2 separate regions of the Rattus norvegicus genome follow, and region 1 is linked to region 2. A link is a contact called in public Hi-C data. All regions are on one chromosome and are shown on one strand. The core of a region is the stretch at or near the end of the contact, and the rest is flanking DNA. Distances in the headings are between cores, read along the strand shown.

The links. Hi-C and Micro-C count contacts between places; a contact is called where the count stands out from the background.
Region 1: a contact with region 2 is called in a Hi-C map of liver, with 7 times the contacts expected there. The contact joins the enhancer-like site here to the promoter of Ube2s in region 2. A contact is called at or near these places in 10 of 12 Hi-C or Micro-C datasets (the A7r5 cell line, the Rat2 cell line, Schwann cells and 6 more).

What each region holds. Positions count from the first base shown.
Region 1 is chr1:78,170,466-78,176,920 of GRCr8, reverse strand. It overlaps Brsk1 (BR serine/threonine kinase 1), which reads left to right. Exons shown (of 19, transcript NM_001127337.1): 8 at 1,814-1,960; 9 at 2,421-2,452; 10 at 2,833-3,003; 11 at 3,842-3,939; 12 at 4,150-4,309; 13 at 4,479-4,539; 14 at 4,915-5,284; 15 at 5,689-5,737; 16 at 5,836-5,959. Among named protein-coding and RNA genes, the nearest start is that of Brsk1, 15 kb to the left of the region's middle. Within about 2 kb of position 4,795, at least 6 of the 93 cell types and tissues checked have an H3K27ac peak or open chromatin away from gene starts, as enhancers often do. A contact at or near this core is called in liver, where this site is marked.
Region 2 is chr1:78,056,146-78,063,305 of GRCr8, reverse strand. Ube2s (ubiquitin-conjugating enzyme E2S) reads right to left here and starts at 5,647. Exons shown (of 4, transcript NM_001106224.2): 1 at 5,513-5,647; 2 at 4,766-4,913; 3 at 3,750-3,940; 4 at 1,587-2,060. The coding sequence starts at 5,515. The coding sequence ends at 1,731. It overlaps LOC134482885 (a long non-coding RNA gene), which reads left to right and starts at 5,945. Exons shown (of 2, transcript XR_010059564.1): 1 at 5,945-6,082.

The DNA.
Region 1 (6,455 bases), core at 3,546-6,045, 110 kb before region 2:
CTTGTATTTAGACCAGGTAGGGTGGCTTCCAACCAAGCGAGGTTGCCTGCCATTCTACCAAGTTCTGGAATTGAAGGTATGTACTACCCCACCAGGGCCTCTTTGTTAGTTAGCTAGTTAGCTAGTTTGAGACAGGGTGTCACTGGTAACCATGGCTGGCTTAGAACTCACTGTATACACCAGACTGGCCTCAAACCCACAGAGATCCAGCTGCCTCTGCCTCCTGAGCACTAGAATTACACCATCCTGGGCTCTCCCACTTGTTTTATTGGTGTGGCTATTCATTATTTACTTATATATGGATTATGGGCTAGAGAGATGGCTTAGTGGCTAAGAGCATTCACTGCCCTTCCAGAAGACGTGAGGTCAAGTCCCAGTATCCTCATCAGGCACTTCGTAAATGCCTATAATTCCAGCTCCAAAGGATCTGATTCCCTCTTCTGGCTTCCAAAAGTACCTGCGCGCGCGCACACACACACACACACACACACACACACACACACACACACACACATCTAAATAAAAACAAATTTGGAGATGGAAAGGTGGCTCAGCAGTTAAGAGCACTAGATCCTCTTCCAGAGAACCTGGGTCAATTCTGAGCACCTATATGGTGGCTCACAACTGTAATTCCAGTTCCAAGGGATCTGACACCCTCACACAGGATATGCAGGCAGAATACCAAAGTACATAAATAAAAATAAATCACTAGATTTTTTTTAATATTTTTTGTTTTTTGCCTTCCAAGACAGGGTTTCTCTCTCTAACCTGGGCTGTCCTAGAACTTGCTCTGTAGACCAGGCTGGCCTCAAACTCACAAAGATCAACCTGCCTCTGCCTCCCGAGTGATGGGGTTGAAGGTGTGCATGAGGATTTAGATCGAGGATTATTTTGGTTTTGATGTATTTTTGTTTTGTTCCTGTTTGGTTTTAATGTGGCTTTTGTTTGTAGCAGTGTGTAAAATCACCTAGGCTGGCCCCAAGCTCACTATGTAACCGGAAATGATCTTGAACTTCTGATCCTCCTGCCTCTACCTCCCAGGTTCTGGGGTTGTAGGCCTGTGTCACCACACTGGTGCTGGGAGTGGGACCCAGGGCTTCATGGAAGTTAGGCAAGCACTTCAACAGCTGGACTACATCTCCAGCCCATGTAGGTGAGGATACTAAGTGTCCTCCCAAACTCTCAATCTTTTTTTAAAGATTATATCTATGTGAGTACACTGTAGCTGTCTTCAGACACACCAGAAGAGGGCATAGAATCCCATTACAGATGGTTGTGAGCCACCATGTGGTTGCTGGGAGTTGAACTCAGGACCTCTGGAAGAGCAGTCAGTGCTCTTAACCACTGAGCCGTCTCTCCAGCCCATCACCTGGACAGTCTTAAGCTCCACCTAAGGCAGTGACACTCAGTCTTCCCGAAGCTCTGGCCCTTTGTATGGTTCTTCATGTACAGTTGTGGTGACCCCCGACTGTAAAGTTGTTTTGGTTGCTACTCCATAGCTGTGATTTTACTACTGTTACTAACTGAAATGCAAACATCTGTGTTTTCTGATGGTGTTAGACGACCTCTGTGAGAAGGTCATTTGACCTGCCAATGGGGTCATGACCCACAGGTTGAGAAACACTGCCATAAAGAAAGACCCAATGGTGTTGCTCACTTGGTGGATTGCTTGCCCGGGACACATGAAGCCTCTGGTTCCATCCCCGAACTACATAAACTGGTCCTGGTGGTGCATGCCTATAACCCCACAAAGGGCTGCAGCCCACAGGTTGAGAACCACTGACCTCAGGGTTCTTGATGATGTCTTGCACAGGGGGCGCTGCCCTTCGATGATGACAACCTACGACAGCTACTAGAGAAGGTGAAACGTGGTGTCTTCCACATGCCGCACTTCATCCCTCCAGACTGCCAGAGCCTCCTGAGAGGGATGATTGAAGTGGAGCCCGAGAAAAGGCTCAGTGTAAGCAGGGAGGAACTGGTGGAAGAGAAATGTTCCTGAGATGGCAGAATCCTAAGAGAGCTTCCTGGGCCTGCCTGTAAATCCTGGGATTGACTGAGTTTGTCGGTTAAGTGACAAGCCCAAGAACCAGTAAAACCTAAAAACTAGACAATCATTCCCAAGTTAGACCAGGGATCTCAGGCCTTGGGCACGGCGGGTTGAGAGTTGAGGCAGGGGTTGAAAATGCTGGCACTGTGCATGCAGGAAACTGCTACGGGGGAAGGGGGGGTGTCTCTTAAAAATGGTCAGTCTACAGGTGCTTTACCACCACTAGGGGCAGACATGATATCACTCTGCCTCAGATTGGGAAATGATGGGTCAGTGACCTCCCAGAGCCAATGCTAATCAATTTTACTTAATTGCTCACCCTCTGTTTGTATATGACCTAATTTCTGCTTCTCTGTGACCCACCCCTTCACAGCTGGAGCAAATTCAGAAACATCCTTGGTATCTGTGAGTAGGAGGGAATTGAGCAGTTGGGTACCTGCGGGAGGTAGGGCACTGGGGTCAGAATAGAGAGAAAGGTGGAGGGTGGGATGCCATGTTCCTGATGGTGGGGTGGGATGGAGGGAACTACAGTCTGAAACTTCAGAGTACAGGCAGAGGACAAAGCTAAAAAGAGGCCAGGGTGTGGAGACCAGAGGCGGGTGTGGAGAATCCAGCACTCTTGAGTCAGAGAACTGGACCCCCTGAGTCTAAGGAAGTAAAGCTGGAGAGCCAGAATCTCCAGATCCTGGGATGAGTAGTCTGGGCATAGGACATAAACCTAGGATGATAAAGGCTCTATTTCAGATGCTATTTTCTCCAAAGCATTTGTTCCTGCACCATTCCAGGGGCGGGAAACACGAACCAGACCCTTGCCTGGAGCCAGCCCCAGGCCGCAGAGTAGCTATGCGGAGCCTGCCTTCCAATGGCGAGCTGGACCCTGACGTTCTGGAAAGCATGGCGTCTCTGGGCTGCTTCAGAGACCGCGAGCGGCTACACAGAGAACTGCGAAGTGAGGAGTAAGAGCTCCTAAAATCCTTTTCAGCAGTGCCCCCACTATACTGGATGAATGGGTTGTGGCAGTTCCCTATGTAGCCTGAAGGGGGCGAGCTGCATCCACTTTTAGGGACAAAATTTAGGGAGCAATTGCAGTCTGGAAATACTCAGAGAAAGTATTAATGCTGAGACAGGCATGGATGGTGTCTTCGTTACTTAGAACTTAATAAGTACTTAAGTCGTGATGTACATTGGACCATAGGAAGCCAACTATGTTGGCTTATGTGAAAAAATTACATTCTGGGTCCAAAAAGAGAAATAAGACCTGAACACCTGTGTCTGAGGGAGGACAGCTAGGGGCTTGGACTGGAGGGACTGTGGTGCAGTGGGCTCGAAAGTCTAAAGGAGAAGGACGGGGGTCTGGGCTCCTTGGTCCACGGGAGAAGGCCTGCACTTGTGCCCTTGGATATGGGGGCAGATCTATGAGGTGGCCTGAGCTGGAAGAGCCACAGCAGATGGCAGGGAGGGAGAGAAGAGGGAGGGAGAGAAGGAGAGAGGGAGGGGAGGAGGGAGGGGAGGAGGGAGGGGAGGAGGGAGGGGAGGAGGAAGGAAGAGGAGGTCTTATTCAGATACAAACTTCCTCATTTACATGGTTGTTTTGTTTTTCATTGCTTTTAATTATGTATGGGAGGAGGGTGTAAAGACCAGAGGATAACTTGGCAGGAGCTTGGTCCTCTCTCTCCACCATGTGGGTCCCAGGGATCAAACTTTAGTAGCAAGCACCTTTATCCATCTCTCCAGCCCTGGGTACTGTTGCTGACCTCGGTCCTCCCTTAACCGCCTCCCTCTTCCCTGTCTTAGGGAAAACCAAGAAAAGATGATCTATTATTTGCTTTTGGATCGGAAAGAGCGGTACCCTAGCTGTGAAGACCAGGACCTGCCTCCTCGGAATGATGTTGGTAAGAAGACAGATAGGGCAGTCCAGATCCTAGGATTCCTGAGGGAGGAGGATGCTGTAGGCCCTGGAAGTCTATGTTTAGACAACTAGACATGAGAACCTCTCTCTGCTCTGGGTCTTAGTTTCCCCATCTGTTTACAAGGCAGTCATATATATTCTGTGTATACCTGGGCAAACTTACCTACTGGGTGGGTGACTAACTCTCCCTCAGACCCACCTCGGAAGCGTGTGGATTCCCCCATGCTGAGCAGACACGGGAAACGGAGGCCAGAGCGGAAGTCCATGGAAGTCCTCAGCATCACAGATGCTGGGAGTGGTGGCTCTCCAGTGCCTACCAGAAGGGCCTTGGAGATGGCCCAGCACAGTCAGAGGTGAGAGAGAGGCTGTCCCCTCTGGAAGAATCTTCAGTCCCAGAATATAGAGGGAGCAGAGCATTGCAACCTCCTGTGCCTGGTCCCTCATCTGGGAGGACATGGAAATGGAGAAACAGCTGAACCTTCTGAAACACTCTCAGATAATTTTTTTTAACCCTGTAAACAGATCCCGCAGCGTCAGTGGAGCATCCACTGGTCTGTCCTCCAGCCCTCTAAGCAGCCCAAGGGTAAGACTAGACCCTCAAAGAATTAAGAGAAATCAACAGAAAATACAGTTCCATGAGACATTCTTGCCCAAGAAGTGTCAAAGACACCATTTTTTCTTCTCAGGGTTGGGTTTGTATATGCCTGGGGGGTTTTAATCATTTATCAGAAGTTCTTTGAGTACCTTCAGCATGCCAGTCTCTGCTTGGCAGCCTTAGTGGGTTGGTTGGAGACAGTGCATGTGCCTCAAATCCAGAGCGTGGGTGGGGCTGATTGAACTACAACTCCCAGCATGTCTTGCAGTCCTCCCCAGCGAGTCTGTGCTAGTAATACTCCCAAACACAATTCCCTCCGGGAAGTTGAAGTCCGAATTCTCACTAGGTCCTACTTGTCTACAGAGTCCGGTCTTTTCCTTCTCACCGGAGCCAGGCGTTGGAGATGAGGCTAGAGGTGGAGGCTCCCCAACTTCCAAAACACAGACGCTGCCTTCTCGGGGCCCCAGAGGTGGGGGCGCTGGAGAGCAGCCACCACCTCCCAGTGCCCGTTCCACGCCCTTGCCTGGACCACCAGGCTCCCCGCGCTCCTCCGGCGGAACCCCCTTGCACTCACCTCTGCACACGCCTCGAGCCAGCCCTACCGGGACTCCAGGAACTACACCACCTCCCAGCCCAGGCGGTGGCGTCGGGGGAGCCGCCTGGAGAAGTCGTCTCAACTCCATCCGCAACAGCTTCCTGGGCTCCCCTCGCTTCCACCGGCGCAAGATGCAGGGTAAGGGTCTCAGCAGATGCTGGTCTGGGTTTGGCAACTGCTGGATTCTAATGTGGTTAGGAGGGGCTAAACGTCTTGTCATACGGGAAATTTCTTGGGGGTCTTTAGGAAAGAGCCTGCTTCCCAAGTCCCAACACGAATACCGATGATAAAGTTTGGAGAGAGACAGGTTTGGGGGCTGGAGGGACATGGGAACATGTCCTGCCACAGTGTACTCTTCTTGGTTGCCTACTCATTGGTCCATAGGGACTTAGTATCCACCCTGGTAGCACCACTGCCTATCCTGAAGGACTAGATCAGACTACTGGAGTTAGGGTTTGCCATTTGGGAGATGACTGAACCCACAGGGTGCTGGATGATAAATAATAAGTAAGTGCTGACTACTCTCTCCTCTCCCAAACTAGTCCCTACCGCTGAGGAGATGTCCAGTTTGACACCAGAATCCTCTCCAGAGTGAGTTCAACAAGGGAAGGAACTAAGTGGGAACCAAGGGGACTTGTCTCTTAGTGTCTTCTTGACCCTCCTCCTTCTATCTGTCCCCTTCCACCCAGGCTGGCAAAACGCTCCTGGTTCGGGAATTTCATCTCCTTGGACAAAGAAGAACAAATATTCCTCGTGCTAAAGGACAAACCTCTCAGCAGCATCAAAGCGGACATTGTCCATGCCTTTCTGTCGGTGAGAGTCCTGGCATCCCTATTGACCGCAAAGCTACACCACCCTAACACTATCCCTGGCCTGACTTACTTCTGAGATTCATGGGATTTGTAGTTTTCCAGCAAGAGGTGGACTTGGTTACTATGGCACAGGGAGGCAGGAACAGATGATTGGGCCCACAGCCTAAAAGCAGTGAATAAAGAACCTAAATAACGGGGGCTGGAGAGATGGCTCAGAGGTTAAGAGCACTGGCTGCTCTTCCAGGGGTCCTGAGTTCAAATCCCAGCAACCACATGGTGGCTCACGACCATCTGTAATGGGATCTGATGCCCTCTTCTGGTGTGTCTGAAGACGGCTACAGTGTACTCAAATAAAATAAAATAAATCCTTTTAAAAAAAAAAAAAGAACCTAAATAACAGGGCTGGAAAGATGGCTCAGAGGTTAAGAGCACTGTCTGCTCTTCCAGAGGTCCTGAGTTCAATTCCCAGCAACCACATGGTGGCTCACAACTATCTA
Region 2 (7,160 bases), core at 4,398-6,897:
ACTTGAGCGGTCTTTTCATTCCTCCCTTCCCCATGACAAAACTGGTTCAAAAATACCATAAGGACATGAACAGAAAGCATATACTGCCCTCTGGTGCATAGATCTGGAATCTCTTCCACTTATATTAACAGAACTCGAGACAGGTTATCACTCCCATTAGTGGCTGTGATGGTTTGTATGAGCCTGGCCCAGGGAATGGCACGATTTGGAGGTGTGGCCTTGTTGGAGTAGGTGTGCCACTATGGGCATTGGCTTTTAAGATCCTACTTTTTAGCTGTCTGGAAGCCAGTCATCCACTAGCAGCCTTCAGATAAAGACATAAAACTCTCAGCTCTGCCTGCCTAGATGCTGCCATGCTCCCACCTTGATAATGGACAGAACCTCTAAATCTGTAAGCTATCCCCAAATATATGTTGTCCTTTATTTAAGAGACTTGCCTTGGCTGTGGTGTCTGTTCACAGCAGTAAAACCCTAAGACCATGGCCCTGGGTTTCAAATTATTAGGTATCTGAAGGGATTTTTTTTCCTTTTTTTTTTCTTTTTTTTTCGGAGCTGAGGACCGAACCCAGGGCCTTGCACTTGCTAGGCAAGCGCTCTACCACTGAGCTAAATCCCCAATCCCGATTTTTTTTTTTTTAAATTTTCACATTTTGCTTGATTGTATGTCCTGTGTACCATGCATGTGCCTGGGGTTGATGGGAGGTCAGAAGTGGCTGGAGTTCCTGACACTGAAGTTAGTTGTAAACTGTTATATGGGTGCTGACAATCAAACCCAGGTCCTTTGCCAGAGACAACAATGGCTCTTCTGAGCTATCTCCCCAGCCTCAGCATCTGGAATTTTGAAGTAACAAGAGGTAAAAGCCTTACTCAGTCCTGATAGGCTAATGTGGTAGGGTAGCTCCTAGAGCCCTAGTGCTACACGAATTGCATTTAAATGGGCATAGTGGAGCATGCCTTTAGTCTCAGCAACCAGAGACAGAGCCAGGTAGGTCTCTTAGATCAATGCCAACTTGACCTATATACTCATTCTAGGCCAGCCATAGCTACACAGTAAGACCAAAACAAAAACACCCAATATTGTAATGGGCTAACCTCCTAAGGCCAGCAGACATTTCATTCTGTCCTGTAAAACCCTAAGGAGGCAAACCTTGAATATGTCTTTAAAGGCATGTTTTGGCCTTTACAATTTAAAATAAAACAAAAAACCCACACGGTGCAGACTAATACAACGGAAGAAAAAAAATCATTTAAAGCCAGAGTTAGGATGAGATGTTACATAGGAGATGTAACTTTGCCCAATTCAGGACCAGATTATGTAGAGCAGTAGTTTTCACACCTATGGATCTTTGACTTCTAGACAAGCTTGTCTCCAAAAATATTTATACCACTGCAACAAAATTATAGTTAAAATCACTGGTCTAGAGGGGATAGTGGGTTCCTGCTCCAGCTTAGATTCTAAGCCGTACTCCACAGGGCAAAGGTGTGACTCAAATCCTAATTGGAGCAAGTTGGACTAGGGGCAGCAGAATGTCAGCTGCTCTAAGCCACAATACAGGCAGAGGTCCTAGACACTTCAGGCATAGAAATTGCTTTTCCAACTTTTTATTTAGAAAACCAAATCCAGGTTCTGGTGCCCCCCCATCTCCCTCCCCCACCCCAGCCATAATTTAAATAACTTAGAGACAGAGTGGGAGGGGATAGAAGAGAGGGAAGGAGAGAGAAGAGCCCCACTACAGTCGCCTCAGCGCTCGCTTCTTGTCCAACTTTTTCTTGGCTGCCAGCTTCTTATCTCGCTCACCTGCATGTTTCTTGGCCATGGGACCCTCAGCTCCTCCTAGGACCCCTGGGGTCATAGGGTCAGTGGAGGAGGCTGAAGCCCCACTGGCCAGGTCCCGGGAAGCCTCAGCCCTCCCACTGCTGGTGCTACATGCACCCCCATGGATCTCTGTGAGCAGACGGGCCCGGGCAGCATACTCCTCGTAGTTCTCCAAAAGCAGGCGGCCTGCCTCCTCATTGAGTGCAGACTCTGGGTTAGGATGGATCAGCAGGCACTTGATGGTCTGTGGAGAAAGGGTCTAGGGTCAGGGAGGCTTGTCCAGCTTCATGGTCACCACACTGGCTCTTTACTCCCAAATCAGCTCCTTCATAATCAGGACTAGTCTGCTAGCATCCTTATTCATTTAAATCACCCTCAGGTTGCTTTCCTGTTACTACAAACAGTTCAGGGACTGATGCCACGTAAGTGCAGTGCAGCCTGATATTGCCAGAGGCCCTTCTCTAAGGAAGCTCATTATGTGCTCCAGCCAGTTTTCTGTAGCTAATGTGGCTCTGACCTTGTCTCTAACAGGTGAACATAAGTTCAGAGGTCCTCATCAGGTGGGAAATTACTCAAGGGCATTTTAGGATTGGAGAATTTATATTTGGTTTTCCTATGTGTTTCATACTACTATGCAAGGTGCAGAAACCCAAAAGTGATCATTGGCTTTACCAGGAATGCCAAGTTTGGAGCCACTGACCACAGGTCTTAAATGATATATCCATCCAATTCATATCATTCTAATGTTAGTTCAGAAGGCTCCATGAATAAAAAAGTCCTGAGCTAAGTTGATTAACAGACACTTCTATGAGCTTCTGACACATACAGAGCAGCCAAGTCAGCAGATGTTACCAATGCTGAAAAGGAATATGGATCTCAACTTTTACACGTGTACCTCCAAACTAGAGGCCCCTCTTTTTAACAGCCCCCCCAAAGCACAGCCAATAGCCATCTAGCATTCCCAGTACTCTGGATAGAACCAGGCCCAACCAACATCCAGGAAAGAAGGCAAAACAGGAAAGATTTTTGGGGTTGTTTACCTTAGAGCTTAATCCTTCCCAAGTGCCCTGAAGGAAACCCCAATCCTCTATCTTCACAACCATCAGCCCTAGTGGCTCATTAGGAATTTAAAAAAAAAAAAAACCTATGGGAGGTACAAAGGTGGTATCAGGTGACCTAACTACTTTAAGTGGCCTTTAGAGACCTTGGAGAACTGTCCTAGATCAGTTACCTCCACTTCAACTGAGTAGGGAGAATGGTGGTACAGTCCTGTACATAGAAGATGCTGAATAGTGTCCCACAAAATGTCCCAGGCACAGCCCCAGGTAAACACTCAGCTGAGTAGGGTGGCACAATCCTATAAACCCAGCTCTCGGGAGTTTTCTCATTAACCCACTTGCTTGGGTCAAAAAAAAAAAAAAAATGTAGCGGCTGGGGATTTAGCTCAGTGGTAGAGCACTTACCTAGGAAGCCCAAGGCCCTGGGTTCGGTCCCCAGCTCCGAAAAAAAAAGACCCCCCCCCCCAAAAATGTAATAGCCATGCTGGAGTTAAGTTCATGTCCAGTTTGGGCTTTTAAAATACACTTTTAAATCGAAAGTTATGGTATGTAAATAAGTCTCTCTAAACCACACATTGCTCTCTACCTTCTACAAAACCGCCCTATCATACAAATCCACAGTTGTTGAATGTCAAGGTCTCTGCCTCGACACTGCAGAACAGTACTTAGTGCCATAAGCCAACCCTTCCACTATTTTCCAGAAAGGCTGGTAAGCTCCTTTCTTTCTTTTTTTTTTTGGAGCTTGGGACCTAGCAAGAGCTCTACCACTGAGCTAAATCCCCAACCCCGGTAAGCTCCTTTCTATTTGATTCTGCCCACTACTATTCCACAGTTGATTTTTAAAAACTAGACAAAGTACTGTGGCAGAAACTCACCAGCAGCACATGTCGTATGCCCAACTCAGCAGTCCAGTCCCTCTTGAGCACGTTGACACAGATCTCACCATTGGGGCCCACATTTGGGTGGAAGATTTTAGTCAGGAAGTAGCCCTTGGGTGGGGAGGCAGGGAAGTCCTTCCCTAGTAGGAGCTTCATACGGAACAGACCTCCAGCATAGGGGGTCCCTTCTGGAGAAGACACAAAGGGACTGCTTTAGTATATCCTAACGTCCTTCAACATTGCAAAGACCAGTTTTTTTGGGTCTGGCTAAGGCAGATAGTCTGTCAATCCCTCCACCAGGCTGGGGAAATTTAGGGCAACAAAGAAGTTTTCTAGGTACTATAAGTGACATCTTGCTATAACTTGACTATATCACATGCCTCATCCTATAGTCCATACATCCAGTTCCTGGATATCAGTTTTGCCACTCTACAGGATAAAGAAACCCAACTCACCAACTTTTCCGGCTAACCATTTCCCAAGCTTTTCCACAACCTCATGAGGTATGTTTTCTTTTACCTACTTGCTTGGGTCAAAAGTGGTAATCACAGATGATCTGCCCACCAGCAGTAGCTATACTAGCTAACAGCAGACCAGGTAGACATCTTCCACACCCCTAGCACTAACAGACCAGACACTTGATTTTGAAACTGATTTTTAGCTGACTTTGTATAAATTCAGTTGAAAAATTAGGTCTGAAAAACCTAAGTGGCTTACTTAATACATGGAATCAGTTTATTACCACCTGTTTTCCTTCACAATGCGTTTTCATTTAGTCTCGTTTGCCCTAACGCTTGACAGGTGATCGGTACACTTTCTATTTCTGCTTAATTTATATGCATCCGCAGGTCTCTAGAAAGTCACACTTGGGACAGCTTTAATCCAAGCCTAAGCAAAAGTCCACACTTTGTTACCAGCACCCAAGAGGTTGAATCCTGTTTGTTCCACAGCCACACAACAGAAGACAGAAGAAATCCAGTCAAGTGGCCCCTCCCTTCCGTGCCCACACTCACCAGGGCCCTCGATTGTAACCTGCAGGTCGGTGAGATCCTCCTCATTGGGGAAGACTTTAATGCCATCGGGTGGATCTGCTGTCAGTGTTGTCACCTCCTTGTACACTAGGCGGATGATGTGGGGAGGGAGATTCTCTACATTGGAGTTCTAGGCGCGGAAGGAAAAGGAGAGTGAGCAGCCCGAAATATCTGGGATTAAGGATGCTGGATACCAGAATCCATACTTTATAGGTACGAGGATGTCAATCACTGCCAGTCAAGTAGACCTAGGGTGCTTCTGGCCGTTGCCCCCAAAGAAACACGACGTTGTTTCAGAAAAGGCTTCTACGTGGCTCATCGTGCCCGAACCTCTCAAAACCGCTCGTTACGACGCGCATGGGTCCACCACTGGTTCTAGGTGGCCTAAGGCCTAACCGGAGCCCTTCCCCTACTTAGCCTTGAAATACCCCCACCAATCCCCCCAAAAAAATCAAGAAAGAAAAAGCCTGGGCGAAATGGCGGCGGGATGTCTTGATCCTGAAAACACCCATGGGCGGGCCGCAAGGCACCCAAAGCCCTCCCCAAGATTCTGAGGGCCTCCTGGGCTCCTTCATCGTCTGTAGAAAGGCCCTGGGGCCGACTCCTGGCTCTGGACCTCCAGCCCTGCCACCAAAGCACTCAGAAGCTGGCCAAAAAACACTTGGGACGCCGCAGTCGCCTCTTCTGCCAGAGTCCCCAACCGCCCCTCAGGCCTCCCGCTTCACTCACCATGACTTCAACAGGCCGGGGGCGGGTCCCCCCGGCCCCCTTCCTGCACTCCTCGGACCGCCGGCCGGGGCGGGGGGCCCAACTGCCGGCCGCTGTGGCCCTAGCGAGGCCCCCGAGGGCCCGCTCCGCTCCCCACTAACTCCGACGCCCGCTACAAAACGCACGCAACGTTACGTCTGCCCGTCCGTACTGAGCCGGCCGCGCGCCCAACACCGCACTTTTATAGCTACCCGCAGGCCCCGCCCTTCACGGCACGTCTGGGCTGCTACGTCAACGCGCACGTTGCTTGGCGGTCAATGCGCTTTCCTCCCCCTCCCCCCGGCTCTTCTCAGAATAGGAGCAGAAGTTCGAACCAAGTTTGTGAAGAGGGTTATCCAATGAGGGCTCGCGCCAGCAGAAGAGTAGACCTGAGGAAACCAAGCGGCTAAAAACCCCGAGCAGAGAGAAAGGGGGGAAAAAAAAACCCGCAGAGGCGACGCGGCCGCTGATTGGACCGTTTGAATGAGACGCCGCCACGACTTGGCGTGCGCGCGCGCTCCTGCATGGAGAAAGACGCGCACGCAACTAACGGTTAGCTAGAGGAAGGGGCAGGGCGAGGGAAGGCGGGACTGGAAGGGTTAAAGGAGTGACGGAAGGGTCTTTGACCAATAAAGTGGGGCGTCTGGACTCGTGGGGCGGGTAGAAATGGAGAGCTACTAATGGGAAGCCAGCTCAGCGTGATAGACTCCACCCTTGACCAATGAAATGTCTAAATTTCTTTTGTGTATGCAAATATTATTCTGGGAGGCGGGCGACCTCGCCTGGAAGCTATGGAAAGGCGGAAGTCTGTGTGTATTTGTCTATGTGGCGCCATTTTGTTCTGTGCTCCTGTTTTGTGTTAGGCAGCCCTCAGAAAATCAGGTTGGATGACTCTGAGGGCTTGGACTTCCTGGTCCTCTAGCATATGATTTGTGACCTTTGCCACCCTTAAGTTTCTTTAGTGGCTAGTAAACTCTGGGATTCTTAGGGATGCCAGAGGAAGAAGCCAGGGACGTCCCACGTTCTTATTGAGGGCTTTTATGACTGGCATCTAGATCCTATACACTTCTGTTACGTTTTTGAGAGAATTTCATTATTTAGCCATAACTGGCCTGGAAGTCCTTTTTTAGGGAGGCGGAGTGGGGTGGGTGGGGTTGCTTTGTTTTGTTTGGGCTTTTCAAGACAGGGTTGTTCTGTGCAGGCCTGACTGTCCTTCCTGAAACTCGAGTTATAGACCAGGCTGACCTGAACTCACAGAGATCATCTTCCTGAGTGCTGAGATTAAAAGTATATGCCACCACACCCTTGACTCATAACTTTTATATCCGTCCCCTAGTGTATGGGATAGTGCTGTCCACATTGAGGTCATCTCTTCCCTCACCCTTAACCTCCTGGACCTGTCCTTACATATACTCCCAGTGACTCTTAATAACCATGAAGTGTTAATCCAATTGTGACAGCATGGCAGAGATCTAGAGAGAATTAAACTATCTCCAGGAATCCCATGCTGGGGAGAGAACAAACTGAAGCTTTGACCTCAGAACAGTAGGACTTCATCTCCCAGGAAGAGATTTCAGTTCTGACAACCTATCTCACAGCTAAATCTGCAGAAGTACGTTTCCTGAGTCTT